Linked DNA regions of Mus musculus: all the other regions are linked to region 1. The links are chromatin contacts, called in public HiChIP or PLAC-seq maps. All regions are on one chromosome and are shown on one strand. Each heading gives the region's core, a stretch centred on a gene start, on an enhancer-like site or on the middle of the called end of the contact. The rest is flanking DNA. Distances are from core to core; before and after follow the strand shown.

Region 1 (3,523 bases), core at 599-3,098:
CATTTTCCTCCTGGGGTCTTCCTCTCCGAAGTCGTCGTAGTGGTCCATGGGTAGTATCTTACCTAGCCATTCCAACCTCCCAAAGAACTCTCAAAGTAGAAAGAGTTGCCCCACCCTCACCCCAGCTGAGAATTCTCCATCCTCCTCTCCTCCCCCATCACAAGCTCCAAACCCAACAGTCAGCTTAATAGGGACGAGGAATAGGCATTTCCTCGCCTAACCAAGATCAAGGTAAGGAGAGTATCTGCTGCAGCTAGTGAGAGGTGGTGACGGATGAAGTGCGGGACTGGCAGTGAGGTGGACTGGCAGTGAGTGGATTAGCAGCCACTGGTGTTCCTAGGCCTGGAATCTCCCTATTGCCTATTGCCTATTGAGTCTTAACCCTCCTAAATGTATCTCCTCCATAAAACAGGCACGCTGAGTTCAAATAAGGACAACCTTCATTAACAATGTCTTTTATCCCTGGCCAAATCAATGCTTTGTCACCTTGCACTGGGCTAATTCTCATCCCAACGCACTCCCCTGGCCAGGACCTAGGGACCATCCATTTGCGGGCAGGAGCTAAGAGGAACCCCTTGAAAGAGGCTGTTTTTCGAGGCTGGAGGAACGCACCACGTGGTAAACAGTTACTCCCTGCATACTACAAAACATCAGATTCCTGCTGGCTGTCAAGATGCCCACTGCATTCTGAGCGCCTTTACGGCTTCTTGACTTAAGAGAAGAGAAGCTTGTGTATGCTTTCCACACAAATGGTGGAAAGTAATAAAATAAACTTCAAACATGCTCTCCCACATAGTCGCAGCCTCAACATTATTCGCAACAAAAGCAGGAAGAAGGAGGAAGCTGGCGTGGTAGGCATAGGGTCAAAAGTGCACCCTTCCTAGTGCAAGGCCCCTTTCCTTGGAGAACTGACACAGAGTTGTCAGGGAGTCGGAGGAGTTGCAGAAGAGGCCTCCTTTCCTGTTTGACACCCGTGCCACTAAAGCCAAGGCAAGTTCTAGAGCACAGTTGCAGACAAATAGCGATAAACACGCCTTGCCTTTGCCTCATGCCCCAAGGAACACACATCCTCCCGTGATTCTTGTTGATTGCTAGACCCGGGCACTGCATGGCTGTGGGCAAAGCCCACGTCACAAGACTTCGGAAGGGACTCAAGGCAGGCAGAGCCGGGCACCTCTCTTGCAAAGCGGCCTCCCGGTAAAAGTATGGGGCGTTGCCTCCTTCCCCCCAGAGCCTCCAGCCAGGTATGACAAAATAAAAGTGAAAGTCGGAAGCCGGCTAAGAAACAAGAGGCACGATCAACCAAAAAGAATCATAGAATTTCAAGCTCGTGGTTTTTACTTGTTACAAGGGGTAAAGTTGGCCATAGAGAGGAAGTAAGAGGAAGGGCACGAAAGAGGTCAATGCAAAGGCTGTTCCACGGGGTGTCTGCAGTTCAGCGATTCAATTATCACCAGGGATTTCCTTTCCTAAGAATATTGGCTCTCCTTGCCAAAAAAATCCGCAGGCTGCACGCAGCGCGCAGCTCAGGACGGCGGCCAGACCTATGCAACCAGTCCCTCGGCCTAAGCCCTTTTAGGTGTCTCTCTGGAGCGTCCAAAAAGTGTCAGCTCTACCAGGTATAGGAGAGCAATCGTCTTGGTGAGTCCGGGGGGCGCAGAAACCCACTCGGTGGCCGCGGGAAGCCAGAAGCTCCTACCTGCGCAGCGGGGCGGGCGGGGCAGCCGCACAGGCGCGCACACTCGCGCGCACACCCTAGCCGTGCGCTCGCTCCCCATTGGCGAGACCGAAAGGGCGGGGCCGGCCAGACCCAAAACAAACAACCTGCGCCCGCGGAGACTCTGTGGCCGCGCCGCCGCGTGGCCTCGGCCTGATGAACGCCTTGGGGGGAGCCGCGGCCACCTCGGCCACCTAGTTCCCCCACCCCCTGGCCGTGGGCGCCCAGGCCCCGCCCGCGCGGAGCCGCCGCAGGGTTATATTGGGCCGGACCGAAGGTGGAGGCGAGATTCTGCTGCGGCCGGCCAGCGCGGACATGCTGCCCGGGAAGCCGGGGGTGGCAAGGCGGCTGCGGGTGCGGCGGCCTCGAAGACTCCTTTCTATGGGCTCTCGAGGCTGAAGACGTCCTATCCTCAAAAGTAGCGGGTGCGCCAGCAGACGTCAGGTCGGTGCCTGAGACCTAGACATCCAGCGAAGGAACACTTTTGGACGCCCAGACCGATAGCATAAGCGCCGGCTCGGTCCTCCCAGCACGAAATCCTAAGGCTGGTGTGTCCTGGCCCCCGCTTCGCAGGGTGGCCCCTCATTCCTCGCTTGTCTTCCGCTCAAAGTCTCTAAACCTCGGAGTAAGGACAGCACTGCACCAACTTCTATCACTCCACTCCTCACTTCACCCAACAATCAAAACCCCTCCCAAAAAAAATCCCAGCGGAGGAGAACCTTTCGGAAAAGCGTCTCTCTCGGAAAGACGCAGGAGCGGTCCCTCCCAGGAGAAGACAGACTCAGCGGGCCACGGGATCGCCACTCCGGGCGCCACTCGCTTCCTACGACCTCGCAGGAAAGGGGTAACTGTGCCGGACTGGAAGCACCAGCGCCGGCATGAAATTGGAGGTGTTCGTCCCACGCGCAGCCCACGGGGACAAAATGGGCAGCGATCTGGAGGGGGCCGGCAGCAGCGACGTGCCATCTCCACTGTCCGCGGCTGGTGACGACTCCTTAGGCTCAGACGGGGACTGTGCAGCCAACAGCCCGGCGGCGGGCAGCGGCGCCGGGGATCTGGAAGGTGGCGGCGGCGAGAGGAATTCGAGTGGCGGGCCGAGCGCCCAAGACGGTCCGGAGGCAACTGATGACAGCAGAACGCAGGCCTCCGCGGCAGGGCCGTGCGCGGGCGGCGTGGGCGGCGGCGAGGGCGCGCGCAGCAAGCCGTACACGCGGCGGCCCAAGCCCCCATACTCCTACATCGCTCTCATCGCCATGGCCATCCGCGACTCCGCGGGCGGACGCCTGACACTGGCCGAGATCAACGAGTACCTCATGGGCAAGTTCCCCTTTTTCCGGGGCAGCTACACGGGCTGGCGCAACTCCGTGCGCCACAACCTCTCGCTCAACGACTGTTTCGTCAAGGTGCTGCGCGACCCCTCGCGGCCCTGGGGCAAGGACAACTACTGGATGCTCAACCCCAACAGCGAATACACCTTCGCCGACGGGGTCTTCCGCCGCCGCCGCAAGCGCCTCAGCCACCGGACCACAGTCTCCGCGTCCGGGCTGCGGCCGGAGGAAGCCCCACCCGGACCTGCCGGGACCCCGCAGCCCGCGCCCGCCGCCCGCTCCTCCCCGATCGCGCGCTCGCCGGCTCGCCAGGAGGAGCGCTCCAGCCCTGCGAGCAAGTTCTCCAGCTCCTTCGCCATCGACAGCATTCTCAGCAAGCCTTTTCGCAGCCGCCGCGACGGCGACTCGGCTCTGGGGGTGCAGCTACCCTGGGGCGCCGCTCCCTGCCCGCCGCTGCGCGCCTATCCCGCGCTCCTTC
Region 2 (3,312 bases), core at 273-2,772, 260 kb after region 1:
GAATGTTTCAGTTCAGCAGGGGATAGGTGTGTCCTAAGGCAGAGACTTAGCTGGGTGCTCTGCCAGCTTAGGTTAGGGTCTTTTCAACAGGGGCTCTCCCAAAGGAACTAAGGACTGTTCCATCCCCAGCTGTGGGTGTGGGTGTGGTCTGGGGCCATAAACTGCCTACATTATAACCTGGAGAAAACATACACAGCAAACTCTGTTAGTGCTGGTTTATAGAAAGATTATTTAATAAGAAAAGAGAAAAACAATCTCAAGACTCCAAAATATAAGTTGTCTAGTGACATAATTTCAAGTAAAATGAGTATGTGATTCAAACTTCTTGATTTCCTGAAACCAGTCAGAGGAGGAGACTTTGACAAAAGCAATGCGGCCTTAGCTCTGGTGTGTCCTGTCCCAGGCTCTACAAACCTCTGTGGCCCAGCTCTGGATACAGGGACAGCACAGGAGGTCGAGGGTCCATGGTTGGCAGGAGTTACTGGACTCTGGTTCCCTGGCTCTGCACTGTCACCATGCCCCTCGAGTCTCTGCAGAGGGGCTCAAGCGTTGGGGTTGGTCCTCATGAGCTCCACGTCGGCCTGCACCATCTCCCTCACCAGCTCCTGCAACCCAAGATTCAGGGTGGACCGTAAGGGCGGAGTTTCTGCCACCCTCTCCTATAACACCTCCTCACAGGGCCCTGAAAGGTCTCCTGTTTGACAACAGCCCGCCAGCAAGAGCTCACAGCTAGCAGCTCTGAGAATATGCACTGGAGACAAAACTTACGTCAAAGGCAACGCGGGGCTTCCAGTTTAGCTTCTGCTGAGCCTTGGAGCAGTCTCCCTGCAGAAAGTCCTGTGGAGAGATGGCAGATGAGCTGTGCATGCATGGGCTTGTCATACCCCTTGCCCAATCTGTCTCATCAGGTACTTACCATCGGGTCAGCTAGGACCTTGCAAGTAAGCATCTCCAACTGCCCACATTCCCTGCCCCACCTTGTCCTAGTGACTCCGATGGCTCTTTCTCTTTCTTTCTTTCTTTCTTTCTTTCTTTCTTTCTTTCTTTCTTTCTTTCTTTCTTTCTTTCTCTTTCTTTCCTTCCTTCCTTCCTTCCTTCCTTCCTTCCTTCCTTCCTTCCTTCCTTCCTTCCTTCCTTCTTTCTTTCTTTCTTTCTTTCTTTCTTTCTTTCTTTCTTTCTTTCTTTCTTTCTTTCTTAGATATTAAGTTGTCAGGAGAACTGCTGTAAGAACTGTTAAGTTACTGCACTTCTCGGCAAGGCCACGGGTAAATCATGCCGGCAGGGGAGTTCCACTGCAGAACAGTAATTCCAGATCCTCGACCGGCAGAACCCTGACTCATCTGCTAGGTCCCTAGAAACTACACTTCCTCAGGCCCCACTACCTACCATCAGTTCTATAGCCTTTGCCCTGTCCCTGGCGCCTGGCCGCCTGGATTCGTAGTAGCGGATCGGATCCCTACCTCCAGTCTCCAGCTTTTGGGACAGCCCAGGCGGGCAGGCAGTTGCAGGCGATCGATCGGCACCACCACAGCGTGGTCAGCCTAGAGAGCAGAGCTTACAGTAGCAGGGGCTGAGCCCTGGCTCTGCTAGGGTAGAGACAGCTCTCTCTGCCAGTCAGCAGGGAACCCACAAGCTCCTAAACCGAAACCTCCTTTTCGCAGCCACACTAAAGGGTCTGTTCTACTCTTATCTTTCTTCCTTAGAATATGGGGATTTTTTTTCTCGACTCATGGGACAAACTTGCAAATCTCAGTTTGAAACTCTGCATTAGAGGCCATGTACCCCTGTCGGTCTAGACCCTTTCTCTAGCTTTTCACCTCTCTCTGCCTGCTATTTACAGGTCCACTTTCAGAGAAGAGTGCTGACAACCACTGACACGGCCCAGGAGTGGGCCTTAACATACAGCACAGAGCCAAGCCTAATCGGCTTGCTCGGCTCTGACTTTACCGGGGGAAACACATGTGGATTCAGGCTTCCTGGAGAATTCTAGCAAGAGAAGTTCACAATTATTCATTTAAGAGGTTTCCTTGGAAAGAAGACTGGCAACAAACAAGAAACAGAAGAGAAGAAAATCCTCTATCTTGGCCCTCACTCACAGTTCTTTATTGCAGGTCTCAAGACTAGTGGGAATTTCAAGATAAGATGAAAGGGAAGAGAGGAAAGGAAGAAAAAAGCAGGGAACTCCAGTTAGGTCTATTCGTATGAGGATACCATATGAATATGCCAAGACTCAAAATAACCAGGGACTGGGCAGGAAGGGAGGGGGGAGGTGATCTTTATAGTGATAAGTATTACATTAAGGCACTTTATTTTAGCAGTACACTATTGGACAAGTGAACCATCCCTCTGAGTGACAGCCACCGATAATCGTAACCATGCTGCAGTAAAAGGCTTCTCCTGCTCTCAGTCTCCTGAACTCGGCAGGCAAAGGCATTTTATTCTGGATTTCAGATGGGTAGGCTGGGGTTAGGTATAAGCTATCTGTGTGTGCACACAATGTGCTCACCTGGGCCTTCCAAGCAGAGGCGGTCTGGATTCCCTTTCCCAGCCTGACTCTTACTCAAGCAGAGGACATTCAGGGACTCTCCTTCTCAATCATCCAGCATTGCTTTTTAGGCTTGAATAAATCAAATTCCCAAAGGCTTTGCATTTCACAATATGCTGAAGTACCCACTTCCTCCCCAGAGTGTTCACCAGAGTGAAGCAAGTTATTTCTGCAGGCCTAAAAGCCCATTTCCAGACTCCCCAGGAAAGGTAGGATACCAGAATTAGTAATTTGCGTTTATAGCACAGTGCTACCTGGAGCTGCCAGTGTAGGTGAAAAAAACAAACCAAGTAATTTATTTCTCTTTTCTCTCCCTAAATAAACTTGAATATCCTTTTACAATGCTGCTTTTTTAGTGTAAAAGTCACACAAAGATATTCCTTCTTTTTCCCCAGAGGAAGGAAGCTGTGTAGCTTGGAGTCCTGGAGCAATGTCCTCCAGCCCCTCCCTGGCTCCCTCCTACAGCAGCTTCAGGAGAACACGGTTATGTAGAATCACATAGCAGGGCTGTAAATTAACCAACTCAGCATGGATGCAATTCATGGCTGTGAACATACAGCTAAAAGAGCCTTAAAACCCTGTCTGGTTTCAAATGATCTCAGTAGGCTTGGGAAAGGGAAGGTTGTATTGTAATTATGTTTCCTGTATTTTTCTACAAGTAGCTCATAATATAAAAACAACCAGGCAACTACAATTAAGGAAAAAGAAAAATGGTTTTCAAAAGCTTAGCAACAGACACTACTAACATATACTGTAAAAGTATTTCA
Region 3 (3,723 bases), core at 389-2,888, 280 kb before region 1:
AGGCAGAAGACAGAACATAAATAAAAGAAGTAAACAGACCTGTAGTTGTCACATTTGTTTTCCTCCGGCCTGTTTACATTCTGTTTATGGCACTGCTATAAAACCCACCCTTAATAACCCTTCAAATCAAAGGCTAATGGAGCAGGCCACTGTCACCCCAGCCAAGTTTGAAAGACTTATCTGAATAAAGGCCCTGGAAGCTTCCATGTGTAGTGTAAGCCTTCAGTTTCCTCTTTTCTGCAAGATGACTTAAAAAGAAAGACTCTCTTGGGATGTGGCACATCTCTGTGGATGCTACCTGTTTCCTCACATACCGCTTTATAGAGTGTCACTGTGCATGTATGGAGTGCTGGCCTGGTGTTGAAGGGAAGCATGGAATTTACAGCTTAAAGACCTCATATGTTTCCTAAGACAGGTCACAGATCATTCTGAGAGCAGATGAAGATGATCATTGTAATATAAGCATCAAGTTCTGAGGGGACAGAAGAAAAGACCAATTCGTTGATCTTGGTCATGGTGATTTTATTATTCACATCTGTATGAAAACTAAACACCAACAAGGGATTACCAAGACTTTCTGGAGAAAATGGTCTTGAGTTGTGACTCTGATGGGTTGACATCTTAAAGGAAGAACAGAAGGCAGTGAAAAGTTCCTTGGAATTGGGGGAAGTACATACAGAAGCCATGGAGTAGCAAGAGAGCACCCTTCCACAAGGGCACAGAGACAGGAGACTGATAATAGTTGGGGCATCAGTGTCTGAAACAAACCCATGAGTGACTCCATTAGACCTCAGCTCTCAGTTACTGAGCCAGGGAGGAGACTTGCACATGTTCAGTGACCTGATCTGTACTTTACGCTGCTAGTATTGGTTAGTTAACATTGAATGAGAGAATTACCCACTTTCCCTCAATGTTAGACCACTGCTTTAGGCACTGACACTGAAGGTGAGAACAGAAAGCTATTTGAACCAGTAGCCTGGATTGGAATCCCAGCTCCTGGAGCTTTACCAGATGGGACTGGAACACATTGCTTCCTCTCTCTGCACCTCCTCTTCCTCATCTTTGAAAGAAGGATACTGGTAGCCTGAGACTGTGGTGAATGCTATGAGGCAATGCAACTGTGTGTGGCTATGCTTGGTTGTCAAGTTGACTACATTTGGAATTAACTAAAACGCTGGTGAGAGTTGTTTTTTCTTAATTAAATCATTTGACATGGGAAGACCCACTTTTAATCTGAATCTTTTGAGATGGGAATATACGACTTCAATTCAGATATTTTGAAATGAGAAGATCCAACTTTAATCTGAGCCACACCTTTTGCTGACAGCCTATATAAAGGACATTAAAGATGGAAACTTGCTCTTGCCTGCTCCCTCTTGTATTCCTCACAAATATGTATGAATACATACATACATATGTACATACATACATATATGTGTATGGTCATATATATGTATATTCATTCTGTAAGTTCCATTCCTTTAGAAAATCCTAACATAATAACTAAGAACTCAGAAGGAACTGGCACATGGTGAGTGGGATTCCCATTGTTCTCTGTGCCTTCCAGTACGGGACAATGGGACCCAGCCATGCCCTTATACTGTTACTCGTTGACTACCTTCTCTGATTATGTCAGCTAGGTGGGGTTGACAGGAACCTCTGCTGGCTCTCATTACTATATATAGTCCACCAGGCTGCCACGCCTGAGGAAAGTCTGTGAATTCTTAGAATTCCACAGAAGGCCAAGCACTGTGCATCACCAAGCACTGTGCATCACCAAGCACTGTGCATATTACAGAGGCTGGGTTGAAAGTCTTTCCTCAGCATCTAGAGAAGGTTTGCTCCAAAATTTCCCAGGATAACATATAAAGTGGCACCTCATTTATATGTAAACCATGTTCATCTTTTTGTGAACATGACATCATGTTTTGAATGCTGATGTAGTGTAAGGCATGTGTGAAGGTTATTATACTGATTAAGAAATAATACCAACGACAAGTGTACTTAGTAAGTACAGATGCAGCCATGGCATATGTAAACTATGTAGCACATGACCCAAAGCTGTTAAATCCACAGATATGGATGGAATTCAGGGATTTAAGGGCTGGGAGCACTTCACAAAGCAGACATGATAGTGCTAGCTTGGACTCAGGGCAGAACAAGTCAACCAGTAATGTGATAGATACCCGAGAAACACAGAAATTGGACAGGGGGCCTTTGAGTAACTGTTCTGAGCAATTTGCTTTAAACATCTTTGGGAGAGTCTGTGCCAACAGTGAGGGTTAACCATGTGCTTTCATTATCCAGTACCAGGAGTCTTCACTACTAACTGTGTGACCTTGGGCAGTTCATGTGGTCTCTCTGAGACTTAATTCTCACTTGGAAAAGAGAGATATACAATACAGAAGTGGATGTTCACAGTCATCTATAGGATGGAACACAGGGCCCCCAATGAAGGAGCTAGAGAAAGTACCCAAGGAGCTAAAGGGGTCTGCAACCCTATAGGAGAAACAACAATAAGAACTAACCAATACCCCCCAGAGCTTGTCTCTAGTTGCATATGTAACAGAGGATGGCCTAGTCAACCATCAGTGGAAGGAGAGGCCCTTGGTCTTATGAAGATTATATGACCCAGTACAGGGGAATGCCAGGGCCAGGAAGCGGGAGTGGGTGGGTTGGGGAGCAGGGCAAGGGGAGGGTATAGGGGACTTTCGGAGAGGAGATTGGAAAGGGGATAGAATTTGAAATGTAAATGAAGAAAATGTCTAAAAAAGAGAGAGAGATATACAAAGGATGCATGTATATATGAATATGTGCATGTATATATTATATATGTATATATCACATATACATATATGTTGTGGCAAGAATTAAATCAAATAGTAGTGTAAGATACCTAACAGATTATTTTCACATAATGTTCAATAAATAGCAAACACTGCTAATAATAACATTCTTAATTATTAGTGAATATGAATGCTATGAGAAAAATAGAAGCATAATTATATACTTTTTCTCTAATAAAAAAAATCATTAGTTGAACAGAGTAGAACAAAAAAAGGCATCACAGAATCAACAAAAACCCTAAGTCCTGGAAAGAATTCCAACTATAGAAAAGTGCATATCTATTGGCTTTCAAATATATATATATATATATATATATATATATATATATATACACACACACACACACACATACACACACACACATATATACATATATATATATGTATATATATATATATATACTTGATAACTTTGTCCAGACTGTGAAAATCAAGTGAAAAATAGTTTACATTTTCTTTTATTCTCTTATTCTTAAAGTACTCATTCCATCCTCCTGTGACGGCTCTATGAAGACAAAGGTTTAAAACCTGTGCTGTTAGGTTAGGAGGGAAAGGTGAGCTGCCCTTAAAAGCTGGCACAGAAGAGCTGACTTAGATGGTCACAAAACTTCTGTTAGGTGTCATAGAACACCACACACCCATACCTCAAGCATGATCATGACCCTTAGTGACAGGAGACTTAAGAAAGAAACCTGCCTGGTAAGAAATTGCCTGGCCTTACTTTGTGGATGAAACCCCAAAGAACTCTTTGCCTTGGAATTTCTAATCATATTTCCCAGGAAGTCATGTGTGTGGTGAGTGTGTGTGTGTGTGTGTGTGTGTGTGTGTGTGTGTGTGTGTGTGATGATGATGATATGGTTTCCACTAAGTGCTCTCA
Region 4 (3,340 bases), core at 700-3,199, 390 kb before region 1:
GGTGACGTTTTTCAAAAGCACTCCCTGTTAGCACAAGGAGGGTAGACTTAAGTGGATGCACATAACACTGGCTGACAGCCTATCAGGGTTCTGGGAATTTGGGACACAGGAAGCTGGTGAACCCATGTATATAAGATGCAAGGGATGAAGGCAGTGCTATCTTTTGTTCTTTGTATTTAGGTATTCTGTCACTGACCCATACCTCATAAATATGGTATCTCTTTACCCCTGTGTTAGAGATTTAGATGGGGATGTAGGGTAAGTTGTGTTTCCTTTTAATTTCACTTATTTTATCTTTAATCTCCAGCTACGTCTGAAAATGAATAAATTTGAGGATAAGCCTTTATGTAGAGAACTTATTAGAAGTGATGATGTTTAGGATGTGTCTGTCCTAATGTGACTGGTGTCTCTATAGGAAGAGAAAAGGATCCAGAAAGAGACACTATTGTACATGTGCGTGCAGGACGACCATGTGGGGGACCCAGGGAGAAGGTGCCATCTACAAGCCAAGGAGAGAGACATTAGGAGAATCCAGCCCTGACTGGGCTTTACCTTGGGTTTCCAGACATCAAAACGGAGTAAAATTTCTAATATTTAAAGCAGCAAGCCTGGCATTTTGTTAAGATTACTCTAGAAGACTGTCCCATGTAGATTTTCACAGTTGCAAAAATAGCATGTACTTTTTTTTTAAAGATTGATTTATTATTATACATAAGTACATTGTAGCTGTCTTCAGACCCACCAGAAGAGGGAGTCAGATCCCATTACAGGTGGTTTTGAGCTACCATATGGTTGCTGGGATTTGAACTCAGGACCTTTGGAAGAGCAGTCAGTGCTGTTACCCGCTGAGCCATCTCACCAGCCCACATGTACTTTTCCCTGTAATACCTTTACATTTTGAGTCCGTAGCTCCAATCAAGAACTATTTCAACTACCAATTGACTCTGTGGGCTGCTCTAATCAATAAAATGTTATTTGTGTGCCAATTCCAGTCTGAGCTATAAGAATGGTTTTCTTGCTCCCTTCGAGACCACCCCTGTAGGATAGGACAGGATAACTCACCCACTTCCCGCCTTAGTATGCACTTGACCCAGATTCTCAGCACAGCACAGCTCCATCCAGCCCAAACTGCTAACCAAATGCTTGTTGGAAGCCACAAACCTCTCATGACTTGTTCTTGTTATGCGCCCTGTGGATCTGATTTACTCAGTGAAGCAGGTGGGAGTCAAGTGGTGGCTGACAGGCCAGCTTGCACAGCTTGGCTTTGTGTTAACTGTGGATATCGAAAGCTCACGGCCCAACTGGCAGGTCAGGAAGTGGATACTGGGATATTCAAGATAAAACATTAAGAAATATTTACCTATGACTTTGCTTATTTTGAGCTCCTTTTTCATGATTTGACAGAAGATGGTTTGCTTCTTCTCCATACCTCTCCAAGCAGATGTGTCCTGTGACATCACCAGGAAGTGCTCTGCCAGGGCTGTGCTGGGACTACTTGTGTTCTGCCCACCTTGATCTTTCTGGGGCTGCCATGAAGAGCTTACATGGAGGAGAACATTCGTTATCCATGTGACCCTCTGAACTCTCATTTAGGAGGCTTGGGAGACTTCAGCCCACTAAAAAAGCAAGAACCAGTATCTCGGGCTCTGTGCTATTTGAAGACCATACCTTGGCTCTTACTGTCTGAGAGCACATGCTTTTTTTTGCATCAAGGCCAAACCACATCCCTTTCTGGGATGAATTTACAAACAGGCTCAGTAGAGGTTCTGATTTGTTGGAATGTGGCCAGAGAGTCCATTCCTTAGTTGGCTTCTGTGTTGTTTTCCTGAGACCTCTGAAGGCCTTGAGACCTCCCTCTGAGGCTGTTGCTCTCTTCTCTGGGATGCTGGAGAGGACTTCTAATGGGTACTCTGTGATGTGTAAAAAAGCCAAGCTGCGGGGAGGTTCTTTGTGGCAAAGGAGGCTTGCCGGCTCTGTGCCAGGTGCAATCACTGCCTCTCTCTGCTGTACAGCTATCATCTGTAAGGCATCTTGGACATTTTCTGAGACAGCAGTAAAGGAATCTGACTCAGATCATTAAAGTCCCGTGTGTGGGCGATCCGTTGGGGGGAGGGGCTGCCGCAGAGGATGTTTGACATGACTCTTGCCAGACACGGATACCCCAGACAAGCCCAGGGCAACGAATCAGATATTTCATTGTTTCAACAGTTACCAATAATCTATGCATTGTCTGCCTGCCTCCATCCATTCCTCCATCCATCCATTCTCATTTATACCTGTCACCTACCTAAAACTAAAATTAAAGGATAAACATACATGAAAACGCAAATGCACACACACACACACACAAACATGCAACATCTAACCTCCCTTTCTCTAAGTTCCCATTGTCTCAATAAAAAGGCATCAAGTATTTGTGATCCAGTCTCTAGCTTCCTGTGAGCATTCACTGGCATCATTTTATGAGGAGAGCATTGTGGTAAGACATGCAAATGTCACTGGCTTGAAAATGATAGGAAGTGAGGCCAGTAGTGACCATACTTTGTAGACAGATGCTCATTTTCCTCCTAAAGTACAGTGTCTTAATGCAGAACAGAACTTCTCTTCCTCCTTTGTATTCAAGCCTGGATACTGTCACGTGTTTGGTTAGGATCAAAAATTATCTCTTCTAGTAGAGACGATTTAATCTCAAAATGTCAAGCAACTTCAAATGTTCCTACTCAGATGTAAAGTGTGACTTGTTTTTAAAACATCTAGGAGAAACCTGGCAAGATTGTGCCTCTGCGTTTAGTAAATGTCTATTCACCAGGGGATCCCGAGCACACAAAGTGCATCCTCCCCCGTCAGCTGTTCTCACAGCCAGTGATGAGGATGTGCTTCCACACGTTGGGTCGCAGCTCTCTTCTGCTTCCATCATCTCTCACTAGGTCACAGATCTGGGTGCAGCTCATCAGTGATGGGCAGCAGCTGTGAGCATTGCTCTGCCAGTGGCCTCTCTTTGCACTGCACCCTGGCCTGTTGTCTTGTTTGTATTAGTCTCAGTCCCATTTAATTTCCCCTATGCCTTACTTACTGCTTGGGGTAGTTTGAATGAAAATGGCGCACATAAACGCATAGGGAGTGGCATTATTTGAAAGCATTAGGATGTTTGGCCTTGTTGGAGAAGGTGTGATCTTATTATAGGAAGTGTGGCACTGGGGGTGGGCTTTGAGGTTTCAGAAGCTCAAGCCAAGCTGATCTGGGTGCAGAGCTCTCAGCAACATCTTCAGCAACCATGTCAGCCTATGTGCCACCATGCTTCCCACCATGGTGATAGTGAACTAAAACTCCGAACCATAAG

The links. HiChIP or PLAC-seq counts read pairs in DNA pulled down with a chosen protein or histone mark.
Region 2: a FOXA1 HiChIP or PLAC-seq map of pancreatic cancer cells shows a contact between it and region 1. The contact joins the enhancer-like site here to the promoter of Foxq1 in region 1. A contact is called at or near these places in 1 of 39 promoter capture datasets (embryonic stem cells), 7 of 484 Hi-C or Micro-C datasets (cerebellum, embryonic stem cells and spermatogonial stem cells) and 2 of 115 datasets of contacts at active chromatin or transcription factors (embryonic stem cells and pancreatic cancer cells).
Region 3: a contact with region 1 is called in an H3K27ac HiChIP or PLAC-seq map of extraembryonic endoderm stem cells, with 4 times the contacts expected there. The contact joins the enhancer-like site here to the promoter of Foxq1 in region 1. A contact is called at or near these places in 2 of 39 promoter capture datasets (the 3T3-L1 cell line and hippocampal neurons), 1 of 15 datasets of contacts at CTCF or cohesin (the NIH/3T3 cell line), 1 of 484 Hi-C or Micro-C datasets (nephron progenitors), 7 of 115 datasets of contacts at active chromatin or transcription factors (bone marrow-derived macrophages, craniofacial prominence, embryonic stem cells and 3 more) and 4 of 9 other capture datasets (adipose tissue, embryonic stem cells, liver and 1 more).
Region 4: a CTCF HiChIP or PLAC-seq map of the NIH/3T3 cell line shows a contact between it and region 1, with 6 read pairs. The contact joins the enhancer-like site here to the promoter of Foxq1 in region 1. A contact is called at or near these places in 7 of 39 promoter capture datasets (the SN4741 cell line, cranial neural crest, embryonic stem cells and 3 more), 1 of 15 datasets of contacts at CTCF or cohesin (the NIH/3T3 cell line), 1 of 484 Hi-C or Micro-C datasets (bone marrow-derived macrophages), 7 of 115 datasets of contacts at active chromatin or transcription factors (bone marrow-derived macrophages, embryonic forebrain, embryonic hindbrain and 4 more) and 5 of 9 other capture datasets (adipose tissue, embryonic stem cells, liver and 2 more).

Annotation. Positions count from the first base shown.
Region 1 is chr13:31,556,322-31,559,844 of GRCm38.p6, forward strand. Foxq1 (forkhead box Q1) reads left to right here and starts at 1,849. Exons shown (of 1, transcript NM_008239.4): 1 at 1,849-3,523. The coding sequence starts at 2,596.
Region 2 is chr13:31,819,374-31,822,685 of GRCm38.p6, forward strand. It overlaps Gmds (GDP-mannose 4, 6-dehydratase), which reads right to left. Exons shown (of 11, transcript NM_146041.2): 10 at 769-837; 11 at 213-605. The coding sequence ends at 543. Among named protein-coding and RNA genes, the nearest start is that of Foxc1, 14 kb to the left of the region's middle. Within about 2 kb of position 1,523, at least 118 of the 459 cell types and tissues checked have an H3K27ac peak or open chromatin away from gene starts, as enhancers often do. A contact at or near this core is called in pancreatic cancer cells, where this site is marked.
Region 3 is chr13:31,278,438-31,282,160 of GRCm38.p6, forward strand. No RefSeq gene overlaps it. Among named protein-coding and RNA genes, the nearest start is that of 4930401O12Rik, 39 kb to the left of the region's middle. Within about 2 kb of position 1,639, at least 5 of the 459 cell types and tissues checked have an H3K27ac peak or open chromatin away from gene starts, as enhancers often do. A contact at or near this core is called in extraembryonic endoderm stem cells, where this site is marked.
Region 4 is chr13:31,164,577-31,167,916 of GRCm38.p6, forward strand. No RefSeq gene overlaps it. Among named protein-coding and RNA genes, the nearest start is that of 4930401O12Rik, 75 kb to the right of the region's middle. Within about 2 kb of position 1,950, at least 21 of the 459 cell types and tissues checked have an H3K27ac peak or open chromatin away from gene starts, as enhancers often do. A contact at or near this core is called in the NIH/3T3 cell line and the SN4741 cell line, where this site is marked.